2 separate regions of the Sus scrofa genome follow, and region 1 is linked to region 2. A link is a contact called in public Hi-C data. All regions are on one chromosome and are shown on one strand. Each heading gives the region's core, a stretch centred on a gene start, on an enhancer-like site or on the middle of the called end of the contact. The rest is flanking DNA. Distances are from core to core; before and after follow the strand shown. Region 1 has its middle 21 kb from the start of SPESP1. Region 2 overlaps ANP32A (acidic leucine-rich nuclear phosphoprotein 32 family member A).

The links. Hi-C and Micro-C count contacts between places; a contact is called where the count stands out from the background.
Region 1: a Hi-C map of embryonic fibroblasts shows a contact between it and region 2, with 2.4 times the contacts expected there. The contact joins two enhancer-like sites. A contact is called at or near these places in 18 of 47 Hi-C or Micro-C datasets (alveolar macrophages, embryonic fibroblasts, fetal heart ventricle and 10 more) and 2 of 2 datasets of contacts at active chromatin or transcription factors (alveolar macrophages and skeletal muscle).

Annotation. Positions count from the first base shown.
Region 1 is chr1:166,793,937-166,799,798 of Sscrofa11.1, forward strand. No RefSeq gene overlaps it. Among named protein-coding and RNA genes, the nearest start is that of SPESP1, 21 kb to the right of the region's middle. Within about 2 kb of position 4,140, at least 8 of the 83 cell types and tissues checked have an H3K27ac peak or open chromatin away from gene starts, as enhancers often do. A contact at or near this core is called in embryonic fibroblasts, where this site is marked.
Region 2 is chr1:166,675,961-166,681,799 of Sscrofa11.1, forward strand. The region is part of intron 1 of ANP32A (acidic leucine-rich nuclear phosphoprotein 32 family member A); the gene reads right to left. Among named protein-coding and RNA genes, the nearest start is that of ANP32A, 25 kb to the right of the region's middle. Within about 2 kb of position 2,876, at least 53 of the 83 cell types and tissues checked have an H3K27ac peak or open chromatin away from gene starts, as enhancers often do. A contact at or near this core is called in embryonic fibroblasts, where this site is marked.

The sequences.
Region 1 (5,862 bases), core at 2,890-5,389, 120 kb after region 2:
ATTTCCCTATGATAGTACTACATGATTGTTGCTAATATTTAAAAAAAATTTTAATTGTATAAAATACAGGTAACATAAAATTTACCATGTTTACCCTTTTGCAGTGGACAGTTCAGTGCCACTAATCACATTCTCATTGTTATGCGACCATTACTTCCCGTTCCCTACTTCCCCTGCCCCTGGCAACCGTGATTCTACTTACCTGTCTCTATGGATTTGACTGCTCTAAAGTACCCTAGGATCTTAATTTGTATCTCTTTGTAATATCTTTTGCTCTCTAGAAAGTCAAAATTTTCCCTATTGCTCTAAAAAATTTCCTGAACACTGTTGTATGTTTGATTTTCCAGTTGAGTTTTTGAGTGAGTGAGCTTATCAGGTTTTATAAAAAAAATTCAGATGGGATTTTTGGTATTATATCGAATCACCATTTCTAAGGTGTGATAATTCAAACTTCAGAAAAAATTTATAATTTATTTAAAAAAGTCTGTTATAAAAAGCCATGAGACTCCAGAAGTTCCTGTTGTGCTACAGTGGAAACAAATCTGACTAGTATTCATGAGGATGTGGGTTTGATCCCTGGCCTCACTCAGTGCATCAGGGATCCGGCGTTGCCCTGAGCTGTGGTTTAGGTCTCAGACACAGCTTGAATCCCACGTGGCTGTGCCACAGGCCAGTAGCAGCAGCTCTGATTCGACCCCTAGTCTGGAACTTCCATATGCCAGGGGTGCAGCCCTAAAAAGCAAAAAAAAAAAGCTATGAGGTTCCAAATGGAGAAGTTATTTTCAAATAAATAGGTTAATTTTAATAAATAGTTTATTTTTCAAACAGGCTAATTTTGTTCAGGTAAGAAAATATTTTGTTTAAATTTAACTGTAAGTATAATCTCAGGATGTTTTCATTATACCCCTACAGAAGGAAAAGGGTCTTCCCATGGAATGCTAATGACCAGGCTCATGAGACTTTCTGCTTTTCCAACATACGGTGCTGGGAGGGGAAGGACAGGAAGGAGAGTGTTGGGGGAGGACTCTAAAGTCTGAGGTTATAACCTCAAATTTTCAAAACAAGCTTTTATAGACAACATGATATTTCTTACTATGTTTTAGTAATCTTGTACAATAAAATAATTTGATTTTCCCCAAATTCCATGCACCATATGCCAATCAGCCACAGGGTAAACTTCTGTTGACCCTTGCAAGTGCCATAATTCAATGTGTGAAATCTGTGCAGCATGGTAGTCCTAAAGTTGTTATCTCGTAGTTGTACTCTCTTTGATGGTATACATGCATCTTTTTATTTTTATTTTTTAATTACTCAAATGAATTTATCACATCTGTAGTTGTATAATGATCATAACAATCCCATTTTACAGGATTTCCATCCCACAGCCCAAGTACATCCCCCCACCCCCTAAACTGTCTCCTTTGGAAACCATAAGTTTTTTAAAGTCTGTGAGTCAGCATCTGTTCTGCAAAGAATTTCAGTCCGTCCTTTTTTCAGATTCCACCTGTCAGTGAAAGCATTTGATGTTGATGTCTCATTGTATAGCTGACTTCACTTAGCATGATAGTTTCTAGGTCTATCCATGTTGCAAAAAATGCTGGTATTTTGTTCTTTTTAATGGCTAATATTCCATTGTATATATGTACCACATCTTGTTGATCCACTCCTCTGTCGATGGACATTTAGGTTGTTTCCATGACTTGGCTATTGTAAATAGTGCTGCAATGAACATTGGAGTACATGTGTTTTTGCGAGTTGTGGTTTTCTCTGGGTAGATGCCCAAGAGTGGGATTGCTGGATCAAATGGTAGTTCTATGTTTAGTTTTCTGAGGAATCTCCATACTGCTTTCCACAGTGGTTGCACCAATTTATAATCCCACCAACAGTGTACTAGGGTTCCTTTTTCTCCACACCCTCTCCAGCACTTATTGTTTGTAGACTTTTTGATGATGGCCATTCTGGCTGGTGTAAGGTGGTACCTCATAGTGGTTTTGATTTGCATCTCTCTAATAATGAGTGATGTTGAACATCTTTCCATGTGTTTCTCGGCCATCTGTATATACATGCATCTTTATTAACACTTTTAAAATCATGCCTAAGACCATGGAGCTTACAATATGATGAGGGATAGTGCCCTTTTCCCAGAAATGGAATCTATTAAAACCTTACATATTCATGTACGGATGTGTCCCATTCAGCAACTCTAAGCAGAGCCAAAGAGCTTTTTCATGTAGTACAAAGATTGGAGAGGGTTATCTAGGAGCCAGAACTCCCACTACAGAGAGTAAATGAGGCTAAACAGAATACATGCATAGTCTGAGTGGAAGATTTTGGAATTGGAAAATTCCTGGCCTGATAAACAGATCAAAATCCAATACATTTAGTACTGCTTTTAGAAGCGTCTTGGCTTCACCCATCTTGATGATGGTTCTTCCATGTGGTGTAGAATGTTGAAAGAAGACTTCTCTGGGTGGCATTCTCATTGTACCAAATTTTAATCAACCACTTTGCAAGTTGAAGTATTCAAAAAGCATGTATGACCAACCCCATGCTCAACATTAAAAATAGTGTTTTTTTAACAACATACATTAGGAAAAACACTCCCATATTTTACCAATAGAACTTACTTTGTGGTTTCTTTCTAAGATACTTTTAATATGATTTTGATTATTTTATATTTATCAAAAAGAAACAGAGTTACATCCCCCGTGTAAAGAAGTGGTTTACTCCCTGGTACTTGGCATTCCTAAGAATGAGACAGCCAAAGATGCGGTGCCTCTTGAAGTGATACACAATGCAGTGCACAGCAGCACATAGGCAGTGCCCTTGACTAAACAGGAAAAAATCTGAACCTGGATCTGATTAACCAGTGGATCTACATTAAACAACATCACAAGGATACAATCATGTTAAATAAAGAATACCACCACTTTTCAGATTATGTATGATGGAACTAGTTCTAGAAAATTAAAATTTTACACACTCACCATCATGAATATCTTGCTGTGTCTTGACCAGAATTGCTTATAATCATTAATTTAAAATAATGTACACTACTTGAATTAGGCAAAATAGCATTGGTTATTATATTAAATTGCAGACAGTTGAGGCAAAATGTATTTTTGCCTGTCAATTAGCTATTCCTTCTTTTTAGAGTTATGTGTTTATATTTTTTGCCTATTGATCTGTTTGATATGAGGCCTTTATTTGGTTAGGATATTTACCACTTACCATATTTGTTGCAATCTTTTTCCAGCTTCTACTTGGTCTTTTGCTTTTGTTTATAGTCTCATAGAAAGTTTAAACATTTTAATGTTGTTAAACATGCTGCTACTTTCCATCATTGCTCTTAAAATTATTAAATTATTAAAGTTATTCCTCATTTAGAAGGGATATTCTGCTTGATGAATAGAACCCGATATATGCAACTCTATTTTTTCATTGATGGCTTGATGCTTAGGTATTTAACTCCTTGATCTAACTACACATTTTTTGGCATAAGGTATGAAAAGAGGATCTAGTGTATTTTTCCCCCAAATAAAAAAACCTGTGACTTGAATACTATATTGAATAATTCCTATTTTCATGTAATTATTAGTAAGTGAAGTTATAATGTCATCAAGACCTCATGTTCCTACCTTATTGCTGATCTAGAGAGAACAGTTTTGCCAGGACTTGAATTGCTTCAGTCTGGATCTGTTTTGCTCTATTTTGTTATTTCTTTGAGGTAAAAATGGAGGCTAGCTTTTTCCTCCCTTATATTTTGGAAAAACAAACAAGGGATTGGCTCACTTCTACTTTCTATTCATGAATATTTTGCCCATTTCACATTTTGTAAGTTAATATCATTTAATTTTCCCTGGTAGCAATACATTTTGATTTCTGTTTGCATGCACTATTCTAAAAATAGGAGAGTCAGTTTCTTAAATTGCTAAAGGAGAAATCCTGACTGATTCTGGTTTTAAAATACACTCCTAAAGGGAAGTTCAAAAATTAAAAAAAAAAAAGTCAACTCACAAACAGAGAAAATAAATAACAGCCAATGTGTCTACTGAACTAATGGACCATATGAAGTAAAGAGAATGTGAATTCTGTCATGGGAGGAGGGGAAAGGAGGGCTGCCTGCCCAAGGACAGCGCCAGAATAGGCTGCCCAGACATTCCAGAGACGCTGCGAAATCCAGGGACAGCCCAGCAGGGCTGCATTCTGGTATGCTGCTGGAATATGTCTTTTAATATATTTAAAACCCCGTGGCGAAAACATTGTCTGCCTCAGGGTACACCACTGGGTTTAAATATACTAAATGATGCCAAAGCAAGAACATACGCCAAGTTTCTCTGAGCTTTCCACAGCCTTTCCTGCATGTCAGAATTGAGCACAGGTGCTAGGATTGAGTTGAAAAATAATCCAGTGAAGATGGCAGAGTTGTGTTATCCATTCAATTATTAATACGTTATTAAAATATTTCACTTTTCACACATCTGACATTTTGAGTTCATTCTTTTACAAATTAGTAAACAAACAAGCCAAATTGTTCAGGCTCAGTTATACAGCCTCTTCAAAGGTTAAGAGCAGAAAATGTTCGGAACTGTTTGTGGAGGGCCCATGCTAGCTAGACTGGAATGTCTAAATTAAATTAAAGCTAAAGTTAAACATGCACCTTGGTTCACCATGCTTTCATAATAAATATCAAGTGTTTGTGTTGACATTGTATTTTTATGTTCCCTCCCCATGTGGGAGGAAAAACCCATAAATGCCTGTCCTTGGAAGCAGAGAGTGGTAACATGTACTTCATAGTATTGGTATGACTCATCACTTAAGGGTTGAGTTAGACTGGGAAGAAAATGGAAAGGTTTGAAACAACCTATGCCTTCATTGGTATATAAAATATCTCCACCTGATACTGTCATTAACAGCATAATGGAACACTCTGTGACAATGCTGAGGGTCTATTTACGATGGGATGGAATTGACCACGCAGACACGCAATACAATACATCTTCAAGTGTCTGCTATGGGTCTCTCCCAAACACTGCAGTTAACTCTTAGAGCCCTGTGTGGGTCTCATCTTACCCTTGAGCCTATAGGGATGGGGTACTAAACCCCGAATTGTCCTGATTCTGCTCTAGCTTCTAACAAGCTCTTCTATGTGCTCACTGAAGACCATTCCAGAGGGGCCTCCAGTTTATAGGGATGCTGTCTAGAAGGTCTCACAGGCATTAATTTACATTTGGAAAAAAAGAAAACATTTGGGAGAATCATGGCTACTTTTGTGCAAAATAAAATTTTGCACACGAAAGACATTTTTCCTTTTAAACAATAGCTTCTTTTGCAGCTGAACTTCTAGACCTCAATTTTTTTAGACCTTGAATTATACTTTAAAAGTATACAGGAACAGATGGTGAAAGATGATTGCAAGGTTGTGGAAAGTACTGACATCAGAGTCAGAAGTTTCTGTGCATTTAGTTTCTAACTGTGTGATCTTTGGCAGACCACTTGACCTATAAACAAAAGACAAACATAACAGAAGAAAAAGTTAACATTAAAGCAGATACATGCAAATACTAATGTAACATCATTTATTCTCTAATCTCTACAAGATTATTTTCTGTAATAATAATTTTATTGATTTGTTTAGTTTTATAATGACTATTTTTTAAAAATTGACATAAACTTTAAATATATTTCACATGTGAGCTAAAATTTACACTTACCAATAAAAAATATGTCTCACAACTGGCACACTATTTGTTTGCAATTTCAAATACAAGTGAAAAATCCAAGAGGTCACAAAGAGTGATGGAACTGAGGTAATCCAGGCTCTGCTTCTTCATCTTTACAACAGTGTGCCATAATTTCTTA
Region 2 (5,839 bases), core at 1,626-4,125:
AGGGAACAGGCCTTGACCTGGAGGCCAAGGCCTGGCTGGCTGAATGACCCTGACTCTCTCCCCGAGGTCTCAGGATCTGCCTCACAGAAAGGGGACGATGGTATCTGTGTAACCTATAAAGTGCAAACTCTGGCCTAGAAAACATTCCTGGCTTCCTGTTGCCTCCGGGGGGGAAAAAAATCATCAAGGTCCCAAACGGACCTAAGGAGGTCTTTCACTCTTGACCACCTGCCCTCATGTCCACCAATCTCTTCACACCCCACCTCTCACCCCTGCCTTTAGCTCTAGTTAAGCCCCCTCCCCAGAAAGCCTTCTGCAGCCAGCTCTGCGCATCCCGGGGCACCAAGGGCAGCTGCTGCATGAATCATTTAATCATGTATTAAGCATCCGATCCTCCTAGAGGTCAGGGACTGTCCTTCTCTGTAATCAGCCTAGCGGGGAGTGGACACCCATCAACTCCTTAACAAATGTCCTCTTTATTGTGCCAGCCACAACATTAGGTGCCCAGCATACAGAGGGAGACAAACCACCAGTGAAACTTTCAGTGCAACTGGTCCAAAACAGGTTGAACAAGCCCTCCCTTTTTTACAAACAAAAACAACTACTACTTCTGGTGTGTTCTGTGTCCCTGAGACAAGCATAATCCCATAAGGAGGCAGGTCAGCAGTGCGTCCTCCTCTTGACCTGACCCAGTGCTCTCTGCACACAGGTCTCGTGTGTGAGAAACCCCTCTCTTCACACAGTGAGCTCCTGTGACACTGTCCATCTGAGCAGCTGAGGGGAGACACAGAGGTGACGGTGAGCCACAGTTGGGGTCCTTGCCAGCAAGTGGGGTGGTGGCAGGCAAGAAAGAGACAGACAGCTGGTAAACAACTACAGTCCAGTGTGCCAGATAGCAGGCCCAAGGCTGGGGTGGGGGGTGTGCTTCACATGCCTCTACCTGGGGAGGATGGGAACGTTCCGGGCAGATAGGAGGGCCCCAGAAAGACCAAGAAAAGGGGTGCCTTACAGCAAAGCCAGAGTTGGACAGGTAACTTGCAGGGCCCAGTGCAAAATGCAAATGTGAGACCACCTGCTCAAGGACGATAAAGAATTCCAAGACAGGGACAGTAGCATGTTAAACCCAAGAGCAGGGAGGGACCCGCTAGGTGTGGGCCTGTGTGACTGCACAGGTCACATGCCCGTGACGCTAGCCCCGATTTAAATGGACAGCATGGGCCTAAAGCAGAGCCCTCGGAAGACCAGCACCAGAGAGAAGGAAACTGAAGAGAAGACTGCTTTTTATTTTTCCAGCACTTGCTGAGGCAAGGTGGAGAGGTGGACAGAAGGCAGGCTCTGGAGTCAGACAGATCTGGCTCAAGCCCAAATTCCCCACTGCAAGCTCATCTCACCTCTGAAGCTTCCGCTTCCTCCAATGACCATAGTGCCCATCACCTGGGGTTGGATTAAATTAAACAGTGCACTTAGAGCACCCCCACCTTGGAAAAAGCCACCTGCCTTCTCAATGCACAGCCACCTTCACTGCTGCGTCTGCAGTCAAGGCACAAGAATGGGAACCAAGGCAGGCCCACAGCTCTGAGTCACCTCCGCTGTCTGCAGAGCTTCTTCATGGAATGAAGGCCTCTCCACATTCTGGAGAGTGAAGATGGTGTGCCCAGAATGCACCCTGCTGGACTTTACACCCACACCTCCTTTTGTGTAGTTTTTTCCACTAAACTTGAGGCTTGATCTTTTCTTTCACTGAACAAGAATGCAATAAATATTTGTAACTTTGGTTTCAACCTTGTCAGTCCCCGACCAATTTAGCTTTCAGGTCCCAGCTTCGCAAAAGAAGACAACTTAAATCAGATTGACCCCGTGTTTTTTCAGTGCTCATGGGTTTTAAATAGGTCAGTTTTTAAATGGGCCATCCCCTGTTGCAGATCCCATTTCTAGCTTGAAGGCCAAACTGTCTGAGACACCAATGCAGGGGGAGATGGGCTTCCTCCCAGGTGTTCGATAGGAGGGATAGATGCTTGTGGTTTTGTAGTTTTAACCATACAATCTCTAGTTTTGCTTAGGAGTCAGTGTGGCAAAACTGAAAAATCCTGTCAGGTTCCATAGGGAACAAGTCTGGGAGAAAATCTGGACATTATGAAAGCTAGAAAGGCCTTCGGGATCATCTAGGTCAGTGGCTCTCTGACCATAGCCCACAGTCAAAAAAATAAATACATTTACACCTTGGCTCAGTAAGCACATTTTTGCATGTAAACAGGCATACACACTGAAACAAAACTTAGCCCTGTTACAATTACTTTTTTCTATTACATTAAAAAAGATGATTTTTTAACAAGTGTGACCCACAGTGTGCAAATTGCTGGTCTAGTTCAGCTCTCTTTTGCTAGAGGAAGAAACAAGGTCCAGAGTTGGCCTAGAGCCCAGGAACCCCGAGATAGGTGATTCTCTGCTACACCACACTGCACAGCACCACACCACTGCTCTAATCAGAAATCACAGTCCCCGGTGGAGGACCACAGAATCAACCACACAGCTTTTTCGTTTCTGCTAACAGGAGGTTATTCTGCAACCTCAGTGGAGCTAAGACTCAGGTCTCCATACCTATTAGAGATCTTTTGAAATCTTAACTACGGGGCAGGGTCCCACCTTACTTTAACCCTGCTCCCCAAAAAAAATCTCCAAGAAAAAAGCATCTGGATCTCTGGATTTTGTTTGTTTCCCACAATAGAGCTATGAAGGCACGGGTGGGAGCACATGGCCGCGGGAAGTCGGTGACGCCATCCTTATTATTTTAGGGAACCGTGGAGGGCAGGCCGAGGCTCGCTGCAGCGGTAATTAAGCTGTCGGCAGGGCCCGGGTAATAGGCTAAGCGCCGGCTGGGGGAGGGCCCGTATTAACATAAACCCTGTGACTGGCTCCCTCGCTGCCTGGAACCGGCTTCCTACCTCCTCCCCCAAGCTTGAGGAGGACTTGGTTTCTGCCTCACCAAGACAGAGGAGCTGGTTCCACTGCAGATGCTTCATCTGGCCAGTAGAACAGACTCAGTAACTCAAGAACTGGTGCAATTGCTGTCGGACCTGGGCTTTGGGCTTGTCAGATGGGCCTGTTTAGCCAGTGAGCCTGGCAGAGCTTGGGCCCCTCCCTCATGTCATGCCTTTGCTCTCCTCCCCTCAAACCTCGTTCCTCTCTTCCAGCCAGTCTAGATTCTATTCTACTTCAGACACTTGGCAGTTCCACCTCCAGGAAGCCTTCCCTGATTGCCCAGCTCCTGCCCTAGCCCTGCCTGATTTAAGAGCAGGTAAAAGATTCCCAGAGCAGCAGAGAATAGGCCCAGAAGGCTGTCTGGGGGAAAGGAAGTGCAACGGGGACAGGAAGAGATGAGGGTTCTGGAACTGGTGCATGAATGACATGATCAAGTGAAGCAGGCTGCTTCTAAGTGGCTGTCCTGTGCTACCTTCAGCAGGTAATGGAAGGCGTGAAGAAGCAGGAGGTGGAAGCAGAGTCCAGTGAAGGCACAGTTACCAGCAGGTGGTGTCTGAACGGTGGCCGGGGAAAGGGGGACAAGAAACATGGAGGTGTGGTGCAAAGGATGCTCATCAGGCAGTCTAACGACCTGGACTCTGGGCCCCACTTTGCCACTGACTTGCAGTGTGCCCTGGGGGAAGTAACATCCACTCTCTGGGCTTCTGCAGTCCTCTAATCCACACACTAAACAATGGAGCACAGACACGAGATCCCTTTTAGTTCCAAAATTCACTGGGCCCATCCACTTTTAGTCCCGTCCCACATCCAAACTCAGTTATGTTCCTCAACAGAAGGTGGGGGACTTCAGAGGCCAGAGGAGCCCAGGAGTCATGGTTGAAGGATGCTAGAAAGGAAATCTAGGACGCTGGGCAATTATCCCGGATAATTACCGAAATGCGAAAGTCAATCATGTAGTCTCTTAAAACACACCAGGATCATAAAAACAGCCCCCTGTGCTCAAGGTGCTGGTTTCAAATATGGGCATCTGGCCTTGCCCCATGTGATGCCTATCACCCTACAGGACAGCAGGGAGTAGGCACGTGGACTCATGGGGTCCTAATGACTGCTCTATGATCCTGTGGTTCATAAAAAGACCCACACCACCCACGATGATCTAGGAGCCACCGCATTGGCCCCACACAACAGAAGAGCCCCAAGGAGCTTGATGAGGAAGGCCCAGAGAGCGGAGAGGGTACATCCTGGGCCACCTTCCTAAAACACTGCTTCGATCACATCACATCATGTCTAGTCGCTCTCTGTCCAAAAGCCTTTAAACGGCATGGGGATCAGGCGCCAAATCCAGAGGAGGACTCCCAGCCCCCTGACCATCAATGCCCCCTGACTAAATCCCCATGTCTCTTTTCAAGCCTGTTCCTGCACCACCCCTTTGCCCGTGACTGGCAGCACACACTTCACACCACCTGGCATTTCCTCCCTGTGTTAATCGTTTATGAAGTGCTTCCCCAGGCCTCACTTCCTTGAACCCAAAGCCAAGTGGAATTCCACTCCTCCCATCCCTCCCCAGGGAACACACCCTGTCCCCCACCAGGGCACCCAGAGAGCTGCTGCTTGGCCACAAGACACCTGTCAGTCTTTCCTCACAGTCTCTCCCCCAGACACGGCCTTGGTAAGGTCTGAGATCTTGGTATCCCCTTCTGGTGCCCTGCCCAGAGGGGCTGGCTAAGTGGTCAAACTGAACCAGCTCACTCACCCTAGAAGAAAGGATGGAGTTGGGGAGAGCAATGGCTCTGACCCCTTATTCATTTTTGAAGCAAAGCACCCCAACTCTACTCTTGGGAAAATACACAAAAAGATGCGAAAATGGCTTCCTGGCCCTCTGTCTCAGCTGCCTGATTTTTGGCTGATTTTGACTCCTGAAATTAATTTCAGGGATTTAAGCCCAGCTGGGCTGGGACCACTTGTGGAAATCCTACCGGAGTCGAGTCAGCAAGGTGTGAAAAGGGGACATAGCTCAGAGTTTCTGTGGTGGGTCTGGTGTGGATGGAGACAGCCATCCACTCCCCATGGACCAAGTGGAAGAATGGTTTGCACAACAAAAGTTAATTAATTTCCGTGGCATCACCATGTAGCGATCATGAGCCAGCAGATCACAGCCCCTTCCCAGCCTAGCAACATAGCCCATTTAAAAAGACACCAGGCCATTCAGATTCAGGACAGGACACTTCTGGCAGGCTAGTACGGGCCTCTGCCGAATTTCCAGCTGGCTATAGAAATGTGCTTCAGAAACTAAAGGACACCATCATCGCCACCTCTGGGGAACCACTGGATTCAATCCAGCTCCTCACCCAAGGTCACACAGTTTAGCCCAATGTAGAACCTAACCTGGGGCCAGTCTTAATCCTCCTAACTTGGGGTCTACACCCCAGCATGACAGGCCTCTCCACGGTGAACTCCTTGAAGCAAGAGGAAACAAAAGAGGAAAAAGAACACAGCTGTTAGGAAAAGAGCCCCGGGCCTGACCCCAGCCCTCCCGCCTTCCTGCCTGCCTCCCCACACTGCCCAGGAGGGCTGGGAGGGCAGAAGAGGCGGGGAAAGGCTAAGTGGCTCAGAGAAGAAACCCTCGACCTTGGCCTCCTTCCCTGCCACCTCTACCAAAATGACAGCAGCATTGGCAATGACAGAAGCAGAGCAAACACCGCGGTGCTGAGGCCCTTGTGTCCAACCACCAACTGGAAACCGCTGATTTGGGCAGAAATGTGAACCAATCATGCAAAAGAACCTAAGGCTGAGGGCTGTAAGTTTTTTTTCTCTATCCAAGACCACAAAACAAATTAGCCAAGGGTCACACATAAGAAGC